2 separate regions of the Gasterosteus aculeatus genome follow, and region 2 is linked to region 1. Evidence: chromatin contacts called from public Hi-C data. All regions are on one chromosome and are shown on one strand. The core of a region is the stretch at or near the end of the contact, and the rest is flanking DNA. Distances in the headings are between cores, read along the strand shown. Region 1 holds the start of eef1akmt2 (EEF1A lysine methyltransferase 2). Region 2 has its middle 10 kb from the start of nkx1.2la.

Evidence for each region. Hi-C and Micro-C count contacts between places; a contact is called where the count stands out from the background.
Region 2: a Hi-C map of tail fin shows a contact between it and region 1, with 3 times the contacts expected there. The contact joins the enhancer-like site here to the promoter of eef1akmt2 in region 1. A contact is called at or near these places in 3 of 6 Hi-C or Micro-C datasets (skeletal muscle and tail fin).

What each region holds. Positions count from the first base shown.
Region 1 is chr6:14,470,075-14,475,279 of fGasAcu3.hap1.1, reverse strand. eef1akmt2 (EEF1A lysine methyltransferase 2) reads right to left here and starts at 3,493. Exons shown (of 6, transcript XM_040177874.2): 1 at 3,359-3,493; 2 at 2,897-2,962; 3 at 2,606-2,720; 4 at 2,339-2,446; 5 at 1,032-1,248. The coding sequence starts at 3,435. abraxas2 (abraxas 2, BRISC complex subunit) reads left to right here and starts at 3,525. Exons shown (of 9, transcript XM_040177870.2): 1 at 3,525-3,655; 2 at 4,865-4,955. The coding sequence starts at 3,563.
Region 2 is chr6:14,506,790-14,512,050 of fGasAcu3.hap1.1, reverse strand. No RefSeq gene overlaps it. Among protein-coding and RNA genes, the nearest start is that of nkx1.2la, 10 kb to the left of the region's middle. Within about 2 kb of position 2,025, at least 6 of the 9 cell types and tissues checked have open chromatin away from gene starts, as enhancers often do.

The sequences.
Region 1 (5,205 bases), core at 2,244-4,743:
GACTACACTGCAGAGCGACGGCTAATGGAATCGTGCCAAAATTCTGACTTTATAAGTCTGTTGTTGCCTGAAGTATAACAACCGGACGGCTAACTGCCGAAGCAGTTGGGAAACTGTGTCTGTGTTTTGACTGTAGGCCCCACAGCAAAAAACAGTTTTCCCCATCGTCACTACATTTACACCACTGTGCACATCCACTTAAAAATGTTCCCCGTGGAGATATCTTGTTAACCAGTACGAGTCATGTTCACATTCAGCATCACCAAAACAGATTGTCTACCCTTGAGCTCTAACAAACGCATCAAATGTATATATTTATTTTTAAAGCAAATAAGCAAAGCCGTAAAATGACTGTAATTGGTTGTAAATTACTGCCAGGTTTGTCATTTTCCCTTATCGGAGCATTGTCGAATATCTTGCTTACCACTACATGAACATCGGGGAAGTAGCGTGAAACCATTGGCCGGACTGTGCTGCACCCGGACACAGGTGACATGTGCGTGCCGATGCCCGACAGCTGACGAATGCTACCAGAGGTCAAAAAAAGCTTGGTGACCATTTTACATCGCAAACTAACCTGTTGTATAATATTTGGCTTTCCCTTCCAGGCAGCTATTTATTTGCCAAAACTACCAAGTAGCTAACCAGATTGTAAATCAATGACCTAAGAATTTGCTTCGTGGACCAATTCTGGGAAAAACCTTGTGCAGTGCAGCAATTGCTTACCAAAATGTTTGGATGAATAAACTGCCGCAGGAAGCCGGCAAATAATAAACCCAGAAACGGATGAGAATCATAAAAAAGGTAGACTCAAAAGGAATGTAGCTGATCAAAGGTTGGCTTTACACTAGAAGTATCTGACTAGTTGATTTGGTTATTAGAGAGTCAATCTTTTTTGTACACGGTGGGATTGCTGCATACCCTCATAATAAAGTCCGATGCAGCAGTTTCACTAAGAAACGAACAAGAACCGACACAAAATCTAACAAAAATAAATGATCGGACAACCAATAAATACGTGTTTCACTCACCATCACAAAATCGGTCCAGCAGCTGCTCTTTTGTCCAGTTACAAGAAGTTATTGCGAAGAATCCCTTGTCCTTGAGAGCATCTTTTAGCGCTTGGACATAGAGTTTTTTGTCCTCCTTCGAGCTGTCCGGGTTCAAGCTTATTGCATCGAACGTGCCTTTGTCGATGCAGACGTCGAAACCCTTTAGCTCGCCGTGGCAGTTTAAGAAATCCACCTCCTAAAATACACAAAAAGTCAGCACTTAAGTAAAAGTTTGTCTGTGATAAGCCTACAGAGGTTATTAGTCACACTCTTTAGATGTGGGTTGAATGATAATAGTTCCCTGCAGAAGACATCTTTCAGCGTTAACCAAGACTAAATGTGTTACACCTCAATGTTTAACTATACAAGTCCAAATGCCGACATGACAGCATTTCATTCTGCAGAGGTGGCTGACCTACCAGACCGGGAGTGAAAGGAACCCTTTATTAGGACAGAGTGCAGAACACCAGACCTCTGGGGAGAGCTCAAGACCCACATACTCAGAAACCACAAAATGTGTGACCTGTGATGATCAAGTGATTCACTGAAGATAAAGAGAGAAATGTTGCAACTGATCAGTTAAATTTTAGCCTGCAGAACTAGGGAAAAAAAAACGAGAGGCCGTTAAATGGGCAAAGGGTGACATGACTAATGGGAACGCAGAAAGGGCTTGAAGTGATTAAAAAAAGGTAACACCGGTTGAACAGGCTTTTTGTCTAACCCTCACAAACCTGCAGACTCCATTCACACAAGCACATACACACTCATTTGGGCATTCTGTAGTATTAAACAACTTCTCTCTCTCTCTCCCCCACTATGTCTTGCCAGCTACAGTAAATATTGACTTCAGGAGAAGGCTTTCTGTCCAAGGACACACCGGCGTGTGATGCATTTAACATATATGACACTGTAATTCACACGCAGGAGAGGAAAACTCACTCATCACAGCCCCTACAGACCAATCATGCATTTATAACTAGTTTTTCTTGCAGCTATATGTCACAGGATATTTCAAACCCTGCCAATTCATTTCAGGTGGTTCAATCTGAATGGTGGGCAGACTTCCATCACTTCCAGGGCCTTCCTCCTAGCCAACTCTCCCACATAGTAAACACAGGAGAGTTTCCTCTGACCTTCCCGGGTCGCTGCCAGTGTGCTGAAAGCTGCGTTGTATTATTGCCGTTTAGGAAAAGAGGAGATTCATTTTGTATCAATGGCTGATCTGTGCGTGGCATAAAAGTTTGGATGTTGTTATAGTTTTAGCGACTAATAAAAACCAAACCAACCTTTACAGTGACATCCGACAAGTCCTCGCCCGACAGAACGTTTCTGGCCAATTCTACAGACGCTAGAGAATAATCTATGCCAGTCAGATTCCTGCGTCCGTGTTTAGCCTTGATGCAAATAGAGAAAAACAATAGCATATTAAGAGTTAAGCTTATCAATTCAGTTTACGATAACCCGGTCAGCCTGGACAATCCACAAATGTTGCTATATTTGAATGATTTGTTAAAAATTTGATTGATAATAAAAAAAATGTACTGTGTTCACACCAGTTCAACTAGAAAGGCTCCATTTCCAGTGCCAATGTCCAGAATGGCAGCCTCTGCTGGGATCTTAGCTCTGTCCATCCATCGCAGCACACGGCTCATGCTTTCCTCACCAAACCTTTCGAGGCGATGGAAACAGACAGACTTTAGTCACGAAGCAATAATATTCCATTAACAATGGATCTCTCATCATGAAATCCTCACAGTTTGACGTGACATACACTCATATTGTAATAACCAGGGTTCATTTTGACGATGCACATGACAGCACGGCAATGCACTGAATAGGATTACCATATCTCACCAACATCTCCGATGTCTGTAAATGTCTCCAGTTCTTTTTGATAGACATCTTCCCAACTGCAGAAAAGGAGACACCGACAATCAACGTTAGTTAATAAATACCGTGAGCACTGAAACCTGAAAAGGTGTGGGACAAAAAAATCCAATTGGCTTGAGGGTGAATATATATTATCGTATTATGTTCTTCAATCTAGCGTTAGCTCACTAACTTCATTTTGCAATCCACACTATATGCTGGTGATTTCATCGAGAGGTTGAAACCTCATCGTTAAATAAGTGGGGGCTTCAAGCGATTTAGAAATAAGTCCTTAAAACATGTTGTGAAACGGCGTCTGTTAAACTTTCACCACTAGCTTTGTTGCTAGCTTTGGTGGCTAGCATGAACAGCCGTCGCGATCGTAAGTTTACGTTAGAAGCGGATCACAAGGCGACCGTTAACGCGCCCAAGCTTACTATTCTTTCGTTCCGAGTTGTGAAGGTTCAAAATCGGTATCCGAGGAGCTGTCGTCGTCGTCCTCCGGGTCCGACATGTTCCCACGTTTCACTTCCACGCCTCCCGTAGCGTCTTCCGTGCTGGCCCGGCAAGTCGTCACCGCCTACAGTTCCCAGTAGGCTTTGCGTCCGAGGAGCGTGCCTGGAAACGCAGGGGGCATCGGGATGGATCGGGATGTTTCCATCATGGCGGCATCCATTTCAGGTTACACTTTTAGTTCTGTGTGTTATCACAGCGGCAACAGCAATTCAGATCATGTAAGTATTACAAATTATGCTGACAAACTAATGGAGAACTATTGCTCAATTGTGCTTGATCGCCCAGCAACACCATTAGTTAGTGTTGTTTTCCAGTGTCATCATCCTGTTGCTGGCTAGCTTGTGTCGGTTCCGTCTATTTACCGGCAGGTAGGGGTTTGGTCGTACAGTTAGCTACAGAAACGAGGAGGTAATCTAGCAATTTTAAAACCAATCCCATGTGTTACAGCTGCAAGTGTGTTAAATATCTAGTATTGCCATTACCTTTAAAAACGATTGTACGCATACGTGCTGACTCAACATGGCAAATGCTGTTAGGGAAGTTTGAGCTCCAGGAAATACATAGCAGTTAGCTACTTAGCACGTTAGCTAGGAGGCAAGTCAAGTGACTTCCGTGTGCCTGTGCGATAACGTCCAGACTTCGAACTGTCATCTGATAGGATTTCAATGTGTCATGAAGGATACGAAGTGAAGTTAACGCGTTTCATTTTATAAACGAACGTAGGTTACAGAAAACCTTTTTGTTGTTGTTTTGTATCACGTTGCTAAGTTAAATTAGCTTCTTAGCCACGTCGCTGATGTCAGTTGTATTCTCAAGTGATTGACATGCGTCAAAATATAATATTGTTTTTCCTTTTTTTGTCTATTGGCGGGCTTGTCGTGGAAACGCATTCGATAAATTGTCCGCAGTGCTCCTCGCTTGGAAAGTAAACATTTTGAAATAAGAGCAAACGAAGCTAACGCTGTTTATATGGCAGACTTTGAAAAGTCGACCCTGGTAAGCTGGATAGTTGCCGTAAACAGGTTTGTCTGCATTCCTGACATAAACGAATCCACTGGTTGTTTACTTACCAGCCGTCACTTTTAGTGAAAGGTTAACACATTTATTTGCTACCAAAACAAACATTGAGATTTCTATTTTACTAGATTTATATTTCATAAAGAAACGTCTTGATTAGGATTCCTTAGTCGGTGATTGTGACACGAATGATGTTGTTGTGCATGCACTTACTCAACGTAAAGTGATTATCCATCTTCTAGCCCATGTATAAAACTGGGAAAAGCAAATGTTAACATTGTTATTATTAAGAAATACCACATTGAATTGGATTAATTTGTTGATCAACTAACTGACATTCTGACTCATTGTTTCAGGCCTAACATACATTAGTGCCCTAACCACAGTTTTGTCTAAATGTATTTGCACAGGAGGGATTCCTACTAGGAGATGTAAGGCAAGAAGAGACTGTCAGCATCAGTGACACACAGCTCAGCACTGCAGAGTTGCTCCAGGTAGTAGGTAAGCCCTCTAACACACACGGACCGTTTTCATGTCAGACAATATTTCGCGGACCAGTCGAGAAGGTCCGACGGGGGGTGTAGTAGTCGTTGCGGGCGGAACGACCAACGGGGGGGGGTGGGGGGGGGGGTAGTAGTCGTGCGCTCTGTGTTCGCTGGTCGGCGAAACTGCCGTGCACGGTAAAAGGACAAGAAAAACTCCTGGTGACGCGTGGGGAATATGTCAGAGGGACGAGCACACATAATTATGA
Region 2 (5,261 bases), core at 776-3,275, 38 kb before region 1:
CGTAGATTGTGCCGCCGTGGGTTTTATCGACATATCCCATTACTGAAGTCTTCACACTTTATGACTATTTCCATAAATTCTCTCCGGGGACAATCACCTCTCTCTCCGTGGGGCTGATGGAAAGATCGTCTCGGGGGCTGTCGTTTGCCGCTCCAGTGCCCTCGCGCACACACAATTATACATACACACACGTTCGTCTACATACACACTATAAGCTGTGTGCCTCTATTTCTCTACCCCCCCCCCACCCCCCCCCACTCCCCTCTCTCTCTCACACACACACACACGCAGTGATGGAGATGATTCAGATTCTTCCCAGACATCAAGGGAAAGAGGACGCAGCGTGTTGAGTGAGTTTACGGATGATGAGGGTCTTAGTTCAGGTCAGTGTGTATTTACGGCTCAATCACTTAAGCACAGGCCTCTCTATTAGACCTCTATCTATCTGGCTGGGTGACAGTCTGCAGCAAACAGGGCCGCGTCAGGGACACGGAGGGCAACTGATTAGACCTCTGGGAGGCAGAAAGCACTCTCGGGGGGTTCACTTTATTTTCATCCCATCCCTACTTAAATATTAATGCATTTATGGCAACATCAAGTTATCCATCAATTAAAGGCAACGCCCCTAGGTTTTTATGGCAAAATTATCCTTAAACGGTTTTAACCAGTTTCAGGGGGGGAGTTGTGATTTGGTTTGTGTATAGAAAATATCTGCCGAATGTGAATGGGACCCTGCTCGGTCCAGTTTTTCTCAGTTAAAGCTGCATTACAGAATGTTGAATCATACTTTTCTGCACATATGGTGAGAGGTTTTGATGCTTTTTACAAACCCCATTAAAATGACTGCAGCATACATTTTAAACATCTATAAATACGTGCGAGGGCCACAAAGGACAATTCAGTCCTGACACTTTGAAGTATACAACATATAAAGGAGGTGAATTTTGAATCCAAGCAGTCGTGCCCACAACATTGACATTTTTTGTTATTTTCAAATTGGCCCAGAGGCCATTTCCAAGATAAATATCTTAAAACCTGCACAAACAAAAGCCATCTGTGTGGTTAGATACCAGATGTGTTAAGGGAGGTGATCAATGCAGACTGAATAGTTTCACGTTGTGTTAAAAGAAATGCACTCCTGTTTCAAGCAGGGGTTGGAAAGAGCACGCAGAAATTCAAACCTATGTAAACGTTGTTCTATTTGAACAAATTGGTATCCGTTCAAATAATAAGGTGCAGCCGGAGTTTACTATAGACCAATTAAAGTACTGAACATTTTAAAGCAAAACTAAATACATTGCATTAACATGTTGATAAATCCTAGAGCAAAAATAAAACTAACTTCAGTATCAGTAAAAACTGAAGATTTACTTCCCTGTGCTGCTGTTAGTTGTTGTTTTTTCTGTGTCAGAAGAGGGAGCAGTTACCTCAGAAATCTCTCCCTGAACACTGATCTAAGGAGTTTTTTCTGGAGGTCTCTGTTTTTTCTGATGAATAATATGCTACATATGTGATAAAACAGTATTAACTGTTAACTAATTAACAGTAAAAAATTAATTAAATTTTTCATTAAGTTTTCATGCTTGTGACACAAAGTGGAGCAAAGCTACACACAAAACACTTTTATTTTACATTGATAATATTAAAAAGGTTTAAATGGGGGCGGATTACTGTGTAACGTAACCAAAGTCTGGCTGAGCAGTTTATGGGCTACATGATAATTTCTGGACAGAAAATTGAACTCCTCACCTCAGAAATAACAGAAGAATGCTGCCACCTGCTGGTTTGGTATTGAAATGATGCCCTCCAGAGTTATTTCCACATATTACATGACGTTTTCCATTGTTTTGTCCACTTGATTGAGCCTTTACATGATCAATGTTACTCACAGTCATATAATTCAAATTTCTTTACACTATTATTCCATAATACCACACGTTTGGGCTCGTTGTGTGCGTTTGTGTATGTGGCACATGGGAGGCTGCTGCTTTCATTAATAAGCATGAGTGCTCCTGGCAGCACAGTGTGTTCCTTGGAGCCTGTGATAGGTGTTGTGCAAGAGTCTGTGAAATGATCAGCCACCCCGACAAGGACTGTGTGAGGATGAGCCCCTGATAGAAAGGTCAGGAAGGGGTCATTAAAGGGTTTAAACACATATATACTGCCTGTCACCTGTCACCTAAACATTAGCGGTGTTATTCTGGGTCATTTCAGCAGGTAGATGAAGTTTAACTGCCGGATTGTTGTCCAAGATCCGTGCGCACACACACGTTGCACACACAGCTGCTGTTCCAAAGTCAAAGCCATGCAGCTCCACACCCAGCTCCATCTATCTTCTCCCTTCGAAGAACCTGCTCGGGTTCAAAGCAGCGGGGGGAGTGTTGACTACGTATCACTGACAGCTGCCTCTCTGCCCAGCCGTTGCGTAATCATCACTGGGCTTATTGGTTTCGTTATGGTTTCTCAAATTCCCAGTCCTTCTGCCCGACAGGCATCTCTGGCTTTTTGCTGGAACAGTGCAATAGAATGTCGTTGCAGGAAGGGGATGTTATACGCACAGCGATACGTACATTGTGTTTCTTGTACATTGTGTTTCTTTGGCTTGAAAAAGTAGTTATTTGCTAACCTAAAACCATGAGTTGCTGTTTTTGCTATTGCTTGCCGTTTTGTTCTCCACCTGCAATGAGCACACAAATCCTGCAGAAGCACACCGACTGATTAGCTGAGACAATTTTACTAACTCGGGAACATAAAACCTAAACCATTGTACAGTCTTTCCAACTCAATGTTGTAACCGCCTTACTCAGTGAAAGCTAATCTTGGCAGATTACCTGCTGTTCCAGTACCGTTTGTGTGCATGCTGTAAACAGGCCGAGGGAGGACGTGGCCCCGCTAACTCTCTCCCTCCTGCGTAAATGATGCACTTGCCTCTTGTGTGTTTGTGTGGTTTATTCCTTGTTCCAGGTCTCCGTGGTGGAGAGAAGGTCATGGAGCTCAGGGTGCATTGGTTAGATTTACGTCATCTCTATCATATTGCCGTGGTGTTTTTTGTTTGGTCTAGTCTGTACGCACTTTGTGTATTTCAGTTTCTTCATTCTCTTCGCCATCGCAAAGGTTATTTTGTGGGGGAGTGAAGCCTCTTGAGACATATTTGTTGAGTTTAAAATTGACCTGTGTACGAAATGCATGAGTTGGACAACAGATAGTCATAAACAAAGCCAAGCAGACTTTCCCACTTACAATTTTGTCTGTGATTTCCCTAGTGGGAAAACTGTTTTCCCCTTTAACATTTGTACTTGTACATTGATTTCTTTGGTGAAACTAACATCCACAGAATATTTTGGCTGATGTTTACAAGACTCATCTACAAAATAAATTAGGAGAAAAAGAATATTATATATAAATACATGAATATTATATCAACGTGATGTCATACTTGCCCCAAAGACGTATACTGTAATAATAATAATAATAAATCTCAACACCAAATGAATAGAAAACTGCCATTGACAATACACTGAACTTTTGACATTTCATTCAGCTGCACTCTGGTTTACATGTCATCACCAGGAAAACCAAACACACATATCAGTAAATGTCAGTCCGTGTGAACTCCAAACATCCTCAGGAGCCAACACTGCTGCCTCGCTTTCAGTTTCCCACATTCCGTCCTTTACTGCACAAAGAGAGTTTTCCCCGCTTTAGATTTATAATTGAACAAAGACTGACATGTGAATACATATTTTGATACGTCCTGCACAGTTCTTGACTTGTCCGCTGTGTCCTCCTCCCAATGCCCTTCAGATAAGCGCCGGCTTCCTGTATTGTTGGGCCGCTCTTCCAGGGAAGCAGCCGCAGGGCCTCAATCTGCCAATGGGAGTGAGCGCACACACGGAGCAGCCAAAAGTGAACACCGGATGACGTCTCTACGCCCATCATCGTCACAAAATACTTTTTCTCCATTCGTGCGTAGGTTTGTTGTAATCAATCCCTTCATCAACAACTTCCACAGAAAGACTAAAACGGTTAGTTGGAGTTCTTCTGTTGTCCCTTTCAGATAGATGCTTTGATGTCTCTATTGTGTCAAACTTGTTTTGAGTATTTGTTGGCATTAAATCCAACTGCCTGTGCAGGAAGAAGATCAGAATCAATACACAAATTGTGTCAACGTGAGACAGACGCAGTGGTAGAACCACATTCTGTCTCTCCACGGCAGTTATTTTCAAAGATGATTGTGTGCACACAAACCACTAGAACAACGCTCACACAGTGTCGGGCTGTAAGGGGTAACTGAAACGGTAACTGGATGTTCTATGTGTGCAACGGCACACTGTCACAGCACATGATATTAACACAGTTAACAGTCCCAGTGGCAGAGACATGACGTCGCTGCACGCAAACTCTTTCAGCCTACCTGACGGGCTCTCATGCTCTCCTAGCGCATTATGACAAGGGCCGTGCGCACAAAGTGAACTGTGAAGAATCAGAACGACAACCTCGATCCCACTTTGGGGGGTGTTTCAAACCGCCCGACTGTCTTCATTCCTCGACCGAGTTCCACCGCCGTGCGAATCGTCCTGTTCTCGCAGCGTAACTCATCCCCGTGACCCCTGCAGCTCAACACCCATTTGGCCCTGCCTTCACCCCCCCCTCCTCCCACAGCAGAACCTTGACTCATGCACCCCAGGGGCCACCCAATGTGAAAAGGCAGACAACCCACCCCCACATCTACTCGCCCATGACCCCCTGAGAACACAACAGGAACCACATTCTTTCCTTTGTGGCTGTTCTTTCATCCTTCTGCCCGGCCGGGGCAGCAGAAATAACCTGCAAGGAGCATTGTGCCGCAAAAAAGGGCCTTGCCGCCACGAGATGATAAAGTAAACAGATCATACGCCGTCTTTCTCACTTTCTTTTACATGCGTCTCCACATGCTGTGGCTTGTTTGTGTTGATGGCCTTATGTGGGTTGTGGATTGTAAAGACAGCATAGTTTCATCAAGGCAAGGCCCTTCGAGAAGTCGTGCCGTAATGTGCTCTTACTTTGGAGTATTCTTCAGGAATGAACTGCAGCTGAAACTGCGGGTTTCAGTTCGCATATAGATATAACATTCCCTTCAGAGGTGGGGGGGGAGGGGGGGGGGCTGCAACAAGCCTGGTGGCAATTGAAAAAGGCAGGTACACGATGCTGCCACTCCTGTTAACCGAGACGCTAGAGGAGTCTGGCATCGAGACGTGATCTGACAGGACAGGAGAGTGCAA